2 separate regions of the Mus musculus genome follow, and region 2 is linked to region 1. The links are chromatin contacts, called in public promoter capture Hi-C maps. All regions are on one chromosome and are shown on one strand. The core of a region is the stretch at or near the end of the contact, and the rest is flanking DNA. Distances in the headings are between cores, read along the strand shown.

Evidence for each region. Promoter capture Hi-C pulls out the DNA fragments that hold promoters and counts their contacts.
Region 2: a promoter capture Hi-C map of embryonic stem cells shows a contact between it and region 1. The contact joins the promoter of Sox3 here to the promoter of Mcf2 in region 1. A contact is called at or near these places in 5 of 39 promoter capture datasets (cranial neural crest, embryonic stem cells, hippocampal neurons and 1 more), 10 of 484 Hi-C or Micro-C datasets (all in embryonic stem cells) and 2 of 115 datasets of contacts at active chromatin or transcription factors (both in embryonic stem cells).

Annotation. Positions count from the first base shown.
Region 1 is chrX:60,174,738-60,182,695 of GRCm38.p6, reverse strand. It overlaps Mcf2 (mcf.2 transforming sequence), which reads left to right and starts at 3,607. Exons shown (of 28, transcript NM_001289731.1): 1 at 3,607-4,114. The coding sequence starts at 3,790.
Region 2 is chrX:60,888,134-60,896,091 of GRCm38.p6, reverse strand. It overlaps Sox3 (SRY (sex determining region Y)-box 3), which reads left to right and starts at 2,662. Exons shown (of 1, transcript NM_009237.2): 1 at 2,662-4,726. The coding sequence starts at 2,662. The coding sequence ends at 4,014. Gm38438 (predicted gene, 38438) reads right to left here and starts at 2,439. Exons shown (of 3, transcript NR_155290.1): 1 at 2,340-2,439; 2 at 1,211-1,490.

The DNA.
Region 1 (7,958 bases), core at 2,358-4,857:
CCCATGATTGGAAGATAACAATAAATAGGAGAGTTTCACTTGCCTTCTCCTGGAGCTCTTCAATCACCCCACCCCCACCCCTGCCAAAGTTTCTGCTTTCTTGCTAGGGGAATGGACTGGAGGCCATCTGCAAAAAGTGTGGGTGCAGAAGCAAAATACTTCCTCTGTGTTAGTGAATATCATTGTGGTGAGGTGAATGTCTTCCTTCTGCCTTTCAACACTACCTAGCATGGCCCTGTCTTCTGGATGTCCAGGGATGTATAGGGTCACACCAGGTCCCTTCATTCCATGTGCCTTTTCCACCAAAGCTGTAGCCTCCCACAAAGGCCTTTATTCATTTGTTACTTTCCAACAATTATCTTTGTGACTTTATGCATTTATATAGTTTTAAAATTACATGTATATGTGTCCATCTGTGGATGAACTGAAGTCTTGGTGCCCATGAGGGCTGGAGCTAGAGTCATCTCTCCAACCCTGGGTTTATAAATTTAAAAAGAAGACAATGGAAATGAGATGTGTTCCTTTTGCTATTTTGCACCATCTAGGCTTAAGTTTGATACAGAAAAAAACTAAACACTGGAGGGGGGGCGGGGGAAGTGATGTCTTTCCTTGCACTCTAGAGAAGTACAATGACTGCTATTGAGGCAGACATGGAGCCCAATGCTGCAGGTGAGCACACAAGACCTCTGGCTCAGGCTTGCTCTCAATGCTGGTAGCTGTGGTAAAACTCTCATTTAGCTACAAGGTTATTTCAAGTCCTGCCAAATCAGAGTTCTATTAATACTAAGATACAGTTATCGTTTTCTGATATGACAGTGCACAGCTCCGGCTGGAGGAGGCTTGGATGAAGCTGTTCTGTCCGGACTGGATAGTCTTTAGATAGATAGGTTGAATGAAAAACAAGCTTCTGGGTTGAAGAAATTATCACAGGGAAGCTGCTAAGTAAGGAAATCTGAGCTTGGCAGGGTGGCTCACCCTTGTCAACCCAGCATTCAGAACACCGAGGCAAAAAAATTACTGCGAGTTTGAGGATAGACTGGTCTATATAAGGTATTTCAGAATATCTTGGGCTACAGCTGAAAGAGAGAGAGAGAGAGAGAGAGAGAGAGAGAGAGAGAGAGAGAGGAAGAAGAAGAAGGAGAGGGGAGGGGAGAGGAGAGGAGAGGAGGGGAGGGGAGGGGAGGGGAGGGGAGGGGAGGGGAGAGGGAGGATATATTATACTATTCCTGGGTATATATTCAAAGGACTGTACATTCTATTAGAGATGTTAGTTTCATCTCACAAAAATAAAGGGAAAAGTAGATATAGAGATAGATAGATAGATAGATAGATAGATAGATTAATAGATAGATAGATAGGATATATCTGGCTTGTCTTGAAGTCCCTATGTTGGGCAGGATGTCCTTGAACCTGCCTGCCTTTGCTTCCTTGGTGCTGGAATTAAAAGCATGCACCATGGTGCATAGATGTGTGTGTGTGTTTGTGCTATGATAAATATACTTTGTAATATGCACAATGCTAGCACGTTCTTTTATTGTCAAGTAACCTATATAACCAGTATGGTGACACTGTTTTGCTTTCATCGCACTGTTTAATGCATGCTAGTTTTGAGTTCTAATTCATCCTAAGAAGGAATTAGTTGAGCAGCATAGAAGGTCAGCAATCACCCTCGGATCCTCACGTCACTGTTTACACCTGACTCATTGTAGCTAATAATTGAAGGAGTCCAGAGTTATGATTTCAAATGATAGTCTAGAGTCACCTTTTCCTCAAGCAGTAAACACTTGATTTCGGATACATCATCACTGTGTGAACAATACAGTTCATGAAAGGACTGCTGACATTTATAGAAGACATTTGTTCCCTAAAACTATAGTGGCACCTGGCGTGGTGAAGCATGTCTTTAATCCCAGCACTCTGAAGGCAGAGGCAGGTGGATTTCTAAGTTGGAGGCCAACCTGGTCTACAAAGTGAGTTCCAGGATAGCCTGGGCTATACAGAGAAACCCTGTCTTGGGGGGGGGGGGGGCGGAGATATAGTGGCACTGGAAATGGACTTAAAGCATGTGACCAGGCAGAGGCAGGTGGATTTCTGAGTTCGAGGCCAGCCTGGTCTACAGAGTGAGTTCCAGGACAGCCAGGGCTACACAGAGAAACTCAGTCTCGAAAAACAAAAACAAACAAAACAAAACAACAAAAAAGCATGAGACCATCAGAACAGCCATTTCTTTTAAGGAACATCAGGGGGAAATTTTCACTATGTATGAAACAGTAGTTTCTACAGAAATAATAGGCTTTTTTTGTTTGTTTGTTTTTTTTTAATCTGAGACAAGGTTTCTCTGTGTAGCCCTGGCTGTCCTGGAACTCACTCTGTAGACCAGGCTGGCCTCAAACTCAGAAATCCACCTGTCTCTGCCTCCCAAGTGCTGGGATTAAAGGCGTGTGCCACCACTGCCCGGCTTCTATAGCTTTTCCTTTTTTTTTTCCAGATTATAATTTATTTACCAGATTTCTTTTTTCCCCCTTCCCTCCCTCCAGCCCCTCCCCCCTACCTCCCTGCTAGCCCTTCAAAGTCCTGCTGCTCTAGCTTTTGTTATGAGCAGCTAGCTTTCCCTTACTCTTCCAAAGCTTTCTTCTGGGGAGCTTTGGGCTTAGGAGAAGGGATTGGCTGGGACCTCCCATCCTTTCTCACTTGGTTCTTCAAGAGGATGTCTTGTCTTGCTGCCACCCCCCCCATTCCCCTGGTCAGTTTGTTGTTATTTTTCGTTTTAATTGCGTATGTGATGTTTTTGAGACAGGATCTTTTGTAAGTAGCCCAGACTGGCCTGGAATGGGCTATGTCGCTGGAGATAACCCTGATCCTTCAGAGTCCATCTCCTACCCAGAAGTGCACACTAGGAAAACACTCTACCAACTGATCTGTATGTTCAGATTCGACTTTGGTTATTATTTATTTTTGTGCATAACATATGTATTACAGTGCATGTAGAGGTCAGGGAACACTTATGTGGGATCAGTTCTCTTATTATACCATAACTTACACAGGGTTCCTTTAACCCAGGTTGATCCAGCAAGTGTTTTTTACCTCACAGTCTTCTCAGTAGCCCATTTCTATTTCCTCCTTTCCTTTTTAAAGCAAGTCAGGAAACTTGGGCGAGTGCAGGCTGGTGGGGGGCAGGGTGGGAGAAGGCACATTCAGGCTAGAGCTCCAGCCCTTTTGGACTAACCAGGGCTGCTTTTCTGGCATCAGCAAAGCTCTCCAACAGTGTTATCTGCAGGTGCCCACACTGTGTATCCTTACTCCACTCCTGCCCTGCCCTGAGAAGCAGGATGCAAAGGAAGAAAACTCTTGACTCCAGCTCCCACTGCCTAGAGTGAGAGGTCGGGCGGTCTCCTCCCTACACGTGCTCCAGCCTTCCCTACCCCTCCGCGGGCGTATCTGTGGGGGCTGTCCCCTCTGGTTCTCGGTGTCCCGCCCCTGATCCATCCTGTTGGAAACTAGGCGGGGACGTGGGTGTACATCCACTCCGAGCGGAGTTGCTCAACTCTCAGTAGCTGAGGTCAGAAGTGCTCTGCAGCCAGAGTCTTGAAATCTCTGCAAGTTTCTGGGCTCCCTGTCCTGGGGCTTGTTGGTCCCAGCTAGGGGGCTCTAGTCTTCTAAGCCACTGAGCTGCGTAGACTGCGACCCTTCTGGCCGCGTCTGTGCTTGCACAGACGGGCTGCTAGCGAGCCAGAGTCCGGCAGTGGCCAGTTGAGGTTGGGGTCACCAACTAGCGAGTCTGGCTTGAGGATGGCGGAAGCAGGGCCCCCTCCAGCAAGGTTCCCTCCAGCAAGGCTCCCTCCAGCAGGGTCCTCTCGGGCTGGGCTCCCTCCAACAGGGTCCCCTCCCGCTTCCACTCCGGCCCTGGCCTCGCAGTGGCTGGCGGTCAAGCGTTTGCCTAGGGCTGCCGCCAAGGCGCCCAATCTCCAGCTGAATCAGGACCACTGTTCTTTCGTGCCGTTCACGCAGGCGGTCCCGGTGCAGGTGGACATGGCCATGGCCCTGCATCGCGTTAGGATCGCGGAGAAGTACGGGAAGAACTACCTCTGCTTGCTGCAGGCAGTCTTCCTAGCAGGTGAGTACCACATCCCTGTGCACTCCCACTCAGTTGCCTGGAACACTGGGCTCTCTCCCCTCTTCCCGGCTCCCTCCTCAACCTGTTCGGGTAGGGGATGTCTGGTGCACTTTGTCTTCTCTGCTCTCTCTCTCTCAATCAACCTCTCTCTCTCTCTCTCTCTCTCTCTCTCTCTCTCTCTCTCTCTCTCTCTCTCTCTCTCCCTCCGTCTCTGTCTCACTCTCTCTTTCTCCCTCTCCTTTCCCTGCCCCCATTCACTCCATAATCCACCCCCCCTGCTGTGGCACTCCTAGTTTAGAGCCGCCCAGACTGTGGACCTCAGTTCCTCAGGCCAGCTGCCACTCTGAGGATGTGTGTGGCTCTCTGCTCAGCTCAAGCCCCGCAGGTGGACCCCCAGAAGCCCGCCATGCAAGGTGAGACTGTTCCAGGTCTCTTCCTCACTTCCCACCACCACCCACCTGGATGCCTCTTGGTGGAGTTGGGAATGTTAAGGGAGGAATCTTCCTACACCGCATTCTGTACCCTAGAGCGGAACCTTGCTGAGGAGGAGGATGCAGATGCACTTCCCTGTAACACTCCCTGTAGTTTTTAAAGCGAGGTTTATTTACTTGTGTGGGTGGTTGCTGTTTGTTTCACGTACGCGTGCTAGGGCCAAGTCAAAAAGGCGCTTGGATTCTGAAAGCCGCGGGCCTGAAGTTGGAGGAGGAGTTTGCAGGCAAACTGCGGTCAAGAATTTGGGTTTTCTCACTAGGACCGCCACTTCTTTCCAGCCTGGTCCTATGAGCTTCCTGTCTTCCTTCAGCTCTTACTACAAAGGCGAAAGGCTCTTTCTTACTTGCCTTGGAGGGACAAAACCAAAGCTAACAAATGTCTTAACTGCTGCCACTGTTTTGGTAAAAAGCTTAAGAGTAGTGAGAGGCGGCACTTGATGTATACATATTGAGCTAGTCGGAGTTGCTTGGCTTTGGACTCTTGGTGTACCGTGAAGCATGCAGAGGCTCCTAAAATTTAAAGTTCCTCTAATACCATTAGCAGTCCAGGAATATCCGCCAGGTGCTGCAGCTCTGGCCATGTCTTTTGTGCGTCTGTGGTGCTTGCTTACCCTGCGGTGTTCCTTGTAATGGGAATTTGGGAATTAAAAACTAGACATGGTGTAGTTTTTCTTTTCTCAAATCAGGTAGCCACAGTGTGTGTTCCAAATTCCTCTTCTTGTTTGAGGCTGTCCACGAATTGGAAGGAGGTCACGTCGATGACTTCGGTTAAACCACAGGAAACCCAGGGCTCTGTCTAAAGCTTGGTAACAAAGAACCCTTTGGTCTTGAGTATTTTGTTTGGAAGCGGTCAATGTTATTTTCTGTATGTAATAATAAATCATTAAGGGAAGTGTGGGAGTGGGGCACACACTTTTTCAGGGTTTCAGGGCAGTTTAAATGGATGTGGGAGGCAAAAAAAAAAAAAAAAAAAAAAAGGAAGCCTGTGCACAAGTCGTGTGCAGTGGGGGCTAAAGATCAACTTCGTAGAAAAAAAACACATAAAAAATGAAACAGTCTCACTTTGTAGCTCAGGACCAGCTCCAAATAATCCTCAGTGCTGAGAGGGCATAGGTACATCCTCATGTCTACCACCACTCATAACACATAGGCACTCACATGTACACACACACACACACACACACACACACACACACACACTTGTATGGATACGAGAGAATGAGGTGTTCTGGGGCCTGTGTGTTGGATGCTAGGCAAATGCTCTACCTCTAAGTTACAATCCTGGTGGGAAAATGCCACAAAAATGAAATACAAAGGGATGATTCTATTGCCAGGCATTTCTTTCTTTGTTCTCAGTTCATTTTCTTGATCCTTGGAAGTTTCTAACATGCTGCCACTGTGGCATGGCAATACATCCTAGCACTCTGTTGTGTTTTAGTGGAGGTGGGGGTGGGGAGAGGGATACAGTAGTGGGGTAGGGAGACTGGCAGCTATTTGTGTTCAGGTATTTTTCAGCAGTTACCACCATGTCCCTGCAAAGATAAGTATATCTGTGGCTGGGACACACCCTATAGGATATTATAACTTTATGTTGTTGTTGTTGTTGTTGTTGTTGTTGTTGAGGTGGGCATTTAAAAAACTTGCCTATGTTGCTTTTGAGCTCCTGGTTTAAAGGATGTGCTTCAACCTCTAGAGTAACCAAAATTACAGGTTTGTAACCCCGTGTACAGCTTGGGACTTATTTTGCTCTTTTCAAAAATACACTGTTTTGTTCTCTTTTTAGTGCGTATATGTGTGGGAGCAGGTGCCCTAGCACATATGTGGAGGTCAAAGGGCAGCTTACAATACTCTGTTCTTTCCTTCCACCATGCGGCTACTCAGGTAGCCAGGCTTCCCAGCATGTACTGTTTTTTGTTTGTTTGTTTTTGTTTTTGTTTTGTTTTGTTTTGTTTTTTTTTGGTTTTTTGTTTTTTTTGGTTTTTTGAGACAGGGTTTCTCTGTGTAGCCCTGGCTGTCCTGGAACTCACTCTGTAGACCAGGCTGGCCTTGAACTCAGAAATCCGCCTGCCTCTGCCTCTGCCTCCTAAGTGCTGGGATTAAAGGCATGCACCACCACACTGGGCTCTGAACATAGAGTCTTAAGGTTGATCTCAAATTCTGGCTCTTCCTGCCTCTACTTCCCAGATACTGGGGTTACAGGTGTGTGCTACCATGCACAGTTTATAACTGTAAATGCAAAAAAGATTTCATATACTTAAAAATACTCCTGTATCTACCTATGTGTTCAGAAAGCTTTTTACTGCCATGAAGAACCCTTTGAAAGGTCACTTATTACGTAGTTATTTGTGTGTACACAGTTTCTCTTATGAGGCAGCCCAGAGAAAGCACGCTTTTACTTCTGAGGTGGTAGGGTCTCAAAATCAGAGGGATGCACAAGGCATGAGGAATTCATTTTTTCCTGGTGGATAAGGGGTGGGAATGGAGTGTGGTAGAGGCAGAGAAGGTATTCCAGACATAGGAAATAAATGAGCAAAGACAAAGCAGAAAGGGAGAATACAGTTGCTTTACAGAATTACAGAGGGTTTTCCAAATGATTAGAGCATGTGGGCATGGTGGTACGCACCTTCAATCTCAGCACTAGGAAGGCAGAGGCTGGTGGACCTCTAAGTTTGAGGCCAGCCTGGTCTATAGAGCCAGTTCCAGGACAGCCATAGTTACATAGAGAAATAAGAAATTATGTCTTGAAAAGCCAAGGGAGGGGGGAGAACAGGAAAGGGGATAACACTTGAAATGTAAATTTAAAAAATCTATCCAATAAAGAAAAGAAAGAAAGACCAAGGAACCAGGCAGTGGGGGTGCACACCTTTAATTCCAACACTCAGAAGGTTGGACTTTGAGGCCAACCTGGTCTACAGAATGAGTTCCAGGACAGTGAGGGCTATACCAAGAAACCCCTGTCTCAAACAGACAAACACACAAAAAAGAGCTGAGTCAGGGCTTCGGTTTGGGGAGAAAGACTGGGAATGGAGGCCAGGTGTGATGGTGCTTGAATTTAATCCCAGTACTAGGAAGGGAGAAGCAGGAAGATCTCCAGTCAGCGCCACATAGTGAGGGCCTTCTCAAGAAAAAACTAAAACCAGCCAACCAGCCAACCAGAGGCTGGGAATGGAAGAGGAAGGGCAAGTTTGGGTTTGATTTATTTTATCATCTTATTTTAGTGTTGAGAATGGAGCCCAGAGCCTCATATGTGGTAAAGGAATATGTCCAAGCTTTTGAGATATTCTTCCCAAGCCTGGGCGTCACTATCGAGGAGGCGCTTTTTGTGGAACATTCAGGTTGAACTAACCAAGAGG
Region 2 (7,958 bases), core at 1,413-3,912, 710 kb before region 1:
AAAGCTGGTTTCCTAGCCGCCCTGAATATCCTCAGGTCCACAGTGTTAACTCTGCTTGTCTACTGAAATAATAAATTGTAAGAAGAAAGTTTCCTATGAAGTGTTTTGAAGGGAATTCGGTGAAACACCTGTTTGGCTCTGTCTAGCCCAGCCCAGAGCCACCACACAGAGATCAGTTTAATCACAGTCACCGCAGAGAAGCCAAGAGGGTGAGAGAAGGTGTCTGATCCTACCAAAAGCCCTCAGCGAATCTGGCAGGAGGATGTAATGTGAAAATGAGCTCACTTAAACCAGGACAAGGTGTGATCAAATGACAAACAGCTAATCTGCTTCGGGGAGGAGCAGGGACCCAGACCCACATCCTCTGTCTTGGGAAATATGCAGCCCAGGCACTGTCACCACAACGGCTTACTTGGGTCCTAAAACTTGGAAAGAATCCTGACATCTGTCAGGCTACTGGACGCCAGGCTGCGAGTCGGTTGGGTAGTTTCCTAAACGGCTCTTCACTTAGCAACAGCCTCAGGGGCCTGGTGGAGGGGGGGGGGGCGACGAGAGAGGGCGTGAAGAGGGTGCTGGGAGGGCAAGGGCCAGCGCACATTGGTTTTTTTAGGGGACCATGGGTGTGCCTGAGAAAATCTTGAGTCTGTCAGCCAATTTACCAAGAAAACGAGTGCAGGTGGGGCCTGCTGAAACATTCCCTGTTCTGAAACATGTTTTCCAGCTCAGCCGTGCGTGTGCGTGCACACTTACTAACATAGATCCCCACACAGTCTCCAGAGACTTTAAACCCCCTACACCCACCTAATTTACTGATATCCTTGGCAGGAAACGGCTCAGACCAGGTAGAACACAAACTTAAAAGGAAGGAACCAGGACCACAAACTTTCTGGAACTGATGCCGGCTAGAAAGCAAGATTCGGGTGCCAACGGACCCTGTGGCCACAAATGGACAGAACTGGTCTGCGCCCTGCAAACGTTGGCGGCTTACTTTTTAATTAGTGCATGAGAGAAAGAGACAGAAGCCGGGAGTACAGGCATCCCAAATCACCTCATTTAGTATTATCGCTGAAAAGCTAGACGCCTGGAATTCTCTCTCTCTCTCTCTCTCTCTCTCTCTCTCTCTCTCTCTCTCTCTCTCTCTCTCTCTCACACACACACACACACACACACACACACACTTAGGGCATGTGCTTTTCTTTAGGTTTCCCACCTTTCCACCAAGCTAAAGGAGGAAGCGGGAATCCAGTACTGCGCGGACACCTTATTTCGGTTTCTGCCACATCTGCCCAGATGGCTTCCTATTCCCTCCAGCAGCCTCCGAGGGCTTCAAGAGTTTTCAAACGCCATGCCACTTGCTTGAGCTGGCAGCGGAGAATGTCCGGGTTCCCTCTCCGGGCAGCGGAGGTTTCTCTAGATGGTAGTCCTTGGCAGATAACCCAACAAAGTGCCTGAAGGTCCCACTCTGCTTCTCCAGCCTTCGGTCAGAAAGGCTGTAAAACAAGAAAGGAGAAGCAGAGTCTGTTAGCACAGCCCGCTTGGGGGGGGGGGGGAGCGCGGCTGCGTGCCGAGAGCCGCTCGCAGCGGTCGTAGCAGGTGCGCGGTCGGAGGAGGGGCGGTGCACCCGGAGCAAGGCCTAGGCTCAGCTCCGGCCACCCCCCCCCAAACTTTTCTTTTACTGCGAGAGGCTCCGTGTTGCCATGAAAACGGATTTTCCAAGGGGCCCGACCCTCCCCCTCAGGAGCATCGGACTGGAAAACCCGAAATGGCCAGACAGCAGAGACAAAAAGGGGCCTCTAAGCAGGGGCCCAGAGCGAAAAAGTGAAGGCTCGTTCGCCCTTTGCATCCTAAACCCGCTCCCCAGGAGCTACGTTCGAGCGCCTCCCCCGGGCACAGGCCGAGGCCACTCCCCACTCGCACTGGCAAACCCCCCATGGAGCCTCACAGCCAGGTGCGCTAGCAGTCCCGCTCCCCGGCCCCCGCCCCTCTCTCGGTCCTGCACGCAGTGGCCCTCGGGGTGGAGGGTTCAGGCAACCGGCTACCATCAATTCCAAGGAAGGCTTCTCAGTGGCTCAGCGTAGCGCACCTCCGTTATACACTCAACGTCCCAAGCATGCCTGGACTGCTAGAGGTCCCCAGTGTCCTTAGCGCTGGCAACAGCAGGGTTTGGAGGTCCTCCGTGCAGACGGCGGGCGGGGAGCTTTCCAGGTGGGCCATGGGATGGGGCGCTGGTCAGCCTAGTCGAGTCTGCAAAGTTGTTTCCGAACCCCGCGGGCGCTCCTCTGCCCCTCCTCCCCCCAGTCTCGCTTGCTCGCGCGCCCTCTTCCCCCCTCCTCCCTCACCTCCTCGGGTTTCTCGCTCTTTCAAACTTTTTGAGACCCTAATTGGTGGTCTCAGAGCGGGTCTCGTGGACTCCCGCCTCCTGAAAAAGCTCTCATCACGTCACTCGACCCAAGAGGGGTCTGGAGGGTGAACGAAAGGGCTCCCCGAACTTTTTTTTCCAAGCTGGGCCACAGGGGGCTCGGTGTTGATTGGCCAGGACTCATCACGGCGAGCCTGTCAATCACGAGGCCCACGGGTGGTGAGGGGGCGGACCGAGCCCCAACCCTCCCGGATCTGAGCAGGTATATAAGGGACCGGGCAGGCTTCCCGGGCAAGCTGCGAATGCGACCAGCTCGAGAGAACGCATCAGGTGAGAGAAGCCCGCGAGTTCCCGCCGACTTTGCGCGGAGCCCTTCGGCTAGCCTGCCCTTCCCGCCTGAGCTGCCGGCCCGCCGGCCCCTGAGCACCACTCCGACGGAGTCCCCCGGCCTTTTCACGGTGGCCGCTCCAGCCCCCGGAGCGCCGTCTCCTCCCGCCACGCTGGCGCACCTCCTTCCCGCCCCGGCGATGTACAGCCTGCTGGAGACTGAACTCAAGAACCCCGTGGGGCCGCCCACCCCAGCCGCGGGCACCGGCGTCCCCGCAGCTCCCGGCGCTGCAGGCAAGAGTGGCGCGAACCCAGCCGGCGGAGCGAACGCAGGCAACGGGGGCAGCGGGGGCGCGAACGGCGGCGGTGGTGGTGGTGGCGGCGGGGGCAGCGACCAGGACCGCGTCAAGCGACCCATGAACGCGTTCATGGTGTGGTCCCGCGGGCAGCGGCGCAAGATGGCCCTGGAGAACCCCAAGATGCACAACTCCGAGATCAGCAAGCGCTTGGGCGCCGACTGGAAACTGCTGACCGATGCGGAGAAGCGGCCGTTCATCGACGAGGCCAAGCGACTGCGTGCGGTGCACATGAAGGAGTACCCGGACTACAAGTACCGGCCCCGCCGCAAGACCAAGACGCTGCTCAAGAAGGACAAGTACTCGCTGCCCGGCGGCCTCCTGCCCCCGGGCGCCGCCGCAGCCGCCGCCGCTGCCGCCGCAGCCGCCGCCGCCAGCAGCCCGGTGGGCGTGGGCCAGCGCCTGGACACGTACACGCACGTGAACGGCTGGGCCAACGGCGCCTACTCGCTCGTGCAGGAGCAGCTGGGCTACGCGCAGCCCCCGAGCATGAGCAGCCCGCCGCCGCCACCCGCGCTGCCTCAGATGCACCGCTACGACATGGCCGGCCTGCAGTACAGCCCCATGATGCCACCCGGCGCCCAGAGCTACATGAACGCCGCCGCCGCCGCTGCCGCCGCCTCGGGCTACGGGGGCATGGCGCCCTCCGCCGCGGCCGCCGCCGCCGCCGCCTACGGGCAGCAGCCCGCCACCGCTGCCGCCGCGGCCGCCGCCGCCGCCGCCATGAGCCTGGGCCCCATGGGCTCCGTGGTGAAGTCGGAGCCCAGCTCTCCGCCGCCCGCCATCGCTTCGCACTCGCAGCGCGCGTGCCTCGGCGACCTGCGCGACATGATCAGCATGTACCTGCCACCTGGCGGGGACGCGGCCGACGCCGCTTCTCCGCTCCCAGGCGGCCGGCTGCACGGCGTGCACCAGCACTACCAGGGCGCCGGGACTGCGGTCAATGGAACGGTGCCGCTGACCCACATCTGAGCTCCGGCCCGCGCTCCCAGCTCTTCGCCCCCACCCCGCCCCACACCCCCCACGTTGGGACGCCTTGCTGTTTAGCTTTGCTCGCCTGGGACCGTTGCCTTGTACCGAAGATGAGGAGGACCGAAAGTTTGGCCGTAACTGTCGGGGTTTTGTACAAAAGCGAGAAGTCCCGAGCAGCGGAAATGGGACTTGCTAGAGCCGCTGGCTTCTGACCACTGCCCCTCCCTCCCCCTCTGGCTGGGAATCGCTGTGGTGTTTGCGGAGAAACCGCGGCCCCTTCCTCTTCCCGGATTCCTAGGTTCTTCTGTTGCAGTTGAAAATGTCTTGTTAGTTTGCTATTAATCGAGAACTGAGTGAGGTTGCCCGCCCCCAAGAACTGCAATGCCTCCACCCCCAGTCGTATTGCTTCTGTTTTCCTCTGGCTTTTTTTTGGGGGGGGGGTGCTGGCCGCGCCAATTGGCGCGACAGCTAAAGCCAATGTTAATTTATAGCCAGGTGTGCGTGTGTTTCCCGCCTTGCCGCCCCTGGCCGCGGGACAGCTCTGTCCAGTGCGCGTTTAGGCTGTTGAGTTTGTGATTTCTGCAGTGATCTATTTGCTATTTCGTGTACGCATTTCGTTCGGGTGGTGGGGAAGGGGTTATTTTGTTCCAGGTTTTTTCAAAGTTTTGTTCTTAATTGCTAAGTGAGAGATCAATAAATTTTATAACCAATATGCTGGAGTCCTGATAATTTTGCGGGTCCGAAATTTGAAGTGCGGGTTGGGAATGGGGATAGTCTTAGTTTTATAACTGAGTTTGCAGACCTGGGCGGGGGCGGGGGGGGGAGCATGATGTAAAATGATTTCCTTTAAGCTATTGGAGATCCAAGCTACAACCGCCCCCAATACTCTCAAGTGGGAACTAGTCTCAAGTGGAGAAAACCTCTGTCTTCTGGGAGCACCTACCCAGAGGCAGCCCACGCTACCTGAGCCGCACACCCCACGCGCAGTCTTGCACTTGTTGATTGCGGTGGTGAGTGCCCGGGATCGAGTGTCTGCTTCCGCAGCGATGCAGAGCGGGAGGCAGACACCTGCGGCTGCGGAAGACTTACCAAAAGCTGAGCACTTTTACCTCTGTGCACTGGGGCGGGAAGATACTCGCTGAGTTGAAATATTTACAAAACGAAAGCCCTTCGGAAATCTCAATGATCGTCTTTAAAATAAATGGTTACAGACGTCCCCCTTAAGGAAATGAGTATTTCCACCGCGGTAGCTAACGCGGGAGAGTGAGCGCTCAACACCGAAAGATTGGATTTTAAAAGTTAGATGGTAGATGGGTCAGAGTTGTACAACTCCTCCCAAGGCTTGCTTTGAACTTGTCAAAGCAGTTTACTTACTTGTTTTCTAGAAAGAGGCTCCCTCTCATGTCGAGCCTAGAGCTTGGTTTTTACTTCCCTTTTCCTACTTTACTCCATCCCATAACCACTGACCATTCCATGGTACCACCCCTAAGGGTCCTTCGAGTCGTATGGAGCCCCAGCGTAGCTGTTTGGAGCCTAGGAAGGAAACAAATAGAACCCGTGTTTTTAACCCCCTCCTCAGCTGTTTGAGGTGATTTCCTTAATCCCTTTAATCCTGTTACCTCGCTATCCCAGAATAACTAAACTCGGCTTTTCCAATAAGCTTGGCCTGGTGCACTGTTTTTATCCTCATCCACTCCTGACCACAGGTTTCTTTGCTTGAGGTCTGTTGGGACCATAGGCGACAGTCCTCTGTAAATTGGTCCGAATTCCACGTTTCCAGCCAGCTTCCTTTGTGTGGACCAGCCATTCACCTGCGGGTCTGGGCGGGCCCCAGGGGGAGGGGCGGGGGTTTCTGAGGCTTCGGGGGTCGTGCCCGCTTTTTACACATCACTGCAGATCCCGGAGACTAAAGCCACCCCGCCTCTCCAAGAAAGGTCGGGTCTCCCTGGGAAGAAGTTTGCACAGCCATCCCCACTCCCGACACACACCCATCCCCCACTGTCCAGCATGAGGTGGGAGGGGGCCAGGGTTGATTTACAGATGCAGTCCCATCGCCCTCTTCGCAGGGCTCTTCCTGGGCCTGCTGTGTTCAGACTGGGCCTCTTCCCTCCTCTCCTCATCCTAAAGCTATAGACCTCAAGCCCCTCTTGACCGATGGGAGCTTCCATCCTTTACTGCAGTGATTGGAGCAAAGCGGCAGGCTGCCTGGTAGGCGAGACTCTGCCCCCATCCGCCCCCCCCCCCCCGCCAAAGTCCCAGTAGGAAGCTTGTCATACCTACCACCATATTCCAATTTTTCGGTCTTTGGCCTTAAATAAAACATCTGCCTAAGGTTATTCTAGATTTTGCTCTGAAATGACTCCAGGAAAGGGTGGGGTACAAACAAGCAATGCCCCCCACTGAGGGGGCGGTGGAAGAGGGGGAATAAACTCTGACACTGCTTCTTTGGAAGAGCTCATTGTGCTGCTGCCTTCTTAGAAGTGCCAGGGTCACCCTTTCAGCATGTCGCACATACTGCACTCTCTCTCTCTAAATATCCATGGCTTTGTGCTCCACTTTGTCTGATTTCCAAATTGCCTTTAAGAGAAGATTTCATCAATCAGTACATTTGGAGGATTGAAATACAGATGAAAGATAATGTTTTTAAACTTCAGCAATAGGGAAGAGAACCAGACTGAAGTGGGATGAAGTTTCCGTTCTCTAACCCGGAGCGCTCACACCAGAATCTGTCCTCCTCTACACTGCTCTGTCTACCAGGGACTGCTCCTTAATCTGTTTTTATAGAGTTGCGTTTCTGATAAGGCTTAATTCAAAACAGCAACAAAATCAACACGTGCCCAGACTCCAATCCCTTCGGCCTTCTCTGGCAGGTTTTGTCACCAAAAGGGGAAATGACAGTGTTCAAGGTTGCCTAGCTAGTTCCAAATACAGCCTAGTGGAGAACCAGATTCTCAGGTCCCTGGGAAGGATTCATTTTGCTCTGCCTGCCACAAAAGGAAGACAGAAGCCAAGGAAAGCTTAGCCCCAGTTGCCTCTGCAGCCAAAATCCACCAAGACCTGTGGAGAAAAGAGGTAATTCTGGAGATAGTAGGCTCTGCTTGGGCCATGGCATGTACGAGGAAAACAGATCCTTACCGACACAAAAGACCAACGTCTTTTAGTTTCCCTGCCAGGACCACAGCTATTTTTAGTGGGAATTATCCTGCTAGAGATTTGCTTTCCTGTCCTGACACTACATCATTTTCCTTATTAATTCCCCTCCTAGACGTCCACATGGGTGATGCTGGGTATTCAAAGTGCAGGCAAAGAATGCTAAGCAACCTTGTCTGTCATAGCTGTTCTTAATACTAGTTATAACCGCCTCACATGTCCAGGAACCAGGAAAGAGTAAGTATGATTTTTTTTTTTAAAAAATGGCTGCTGTGTAATTATCACAAACATTTATGGAGTAATTTAAATAACACACTAAACCATCCGAATAGCAAGAGAACAATATGTCAGAACTCTTATTTAGCAAGTATGACCTTGACTATTTAAAAATAAGTATATATGACAGGAAACATGCAAAAAGGGCAGTAGTCTGAATACTGGCAAGTCTTCTTTATACTCTTTAATTTTCTCTAATATGATTATATTTCTGTTATCAGGAAAAAAGGCAGGTTTAAAATATATGCCTTCCCCATTATGAACACTGAAATGCGTCTCTTGTAAAAGAAAGTTCAAACCTTTCCTTCAGCTGTTTTGGGGGATAGGAGGGGGACGGGGAGCCCCAGGAGGAATAATCCCCTAGCTTTTCTCTAGGGCTGATGCTGCAGTTAATAGAGGCAGGAGGAGCTCACCAGAGCAACCCCCTGCCAGGTCCGCTCCTCAGAAAGCAGGAACAGAGGCAGATTAGTGACTGGCTCATCATTCTTCAGACTCACTCACTGGAGAAAAGGACCTCC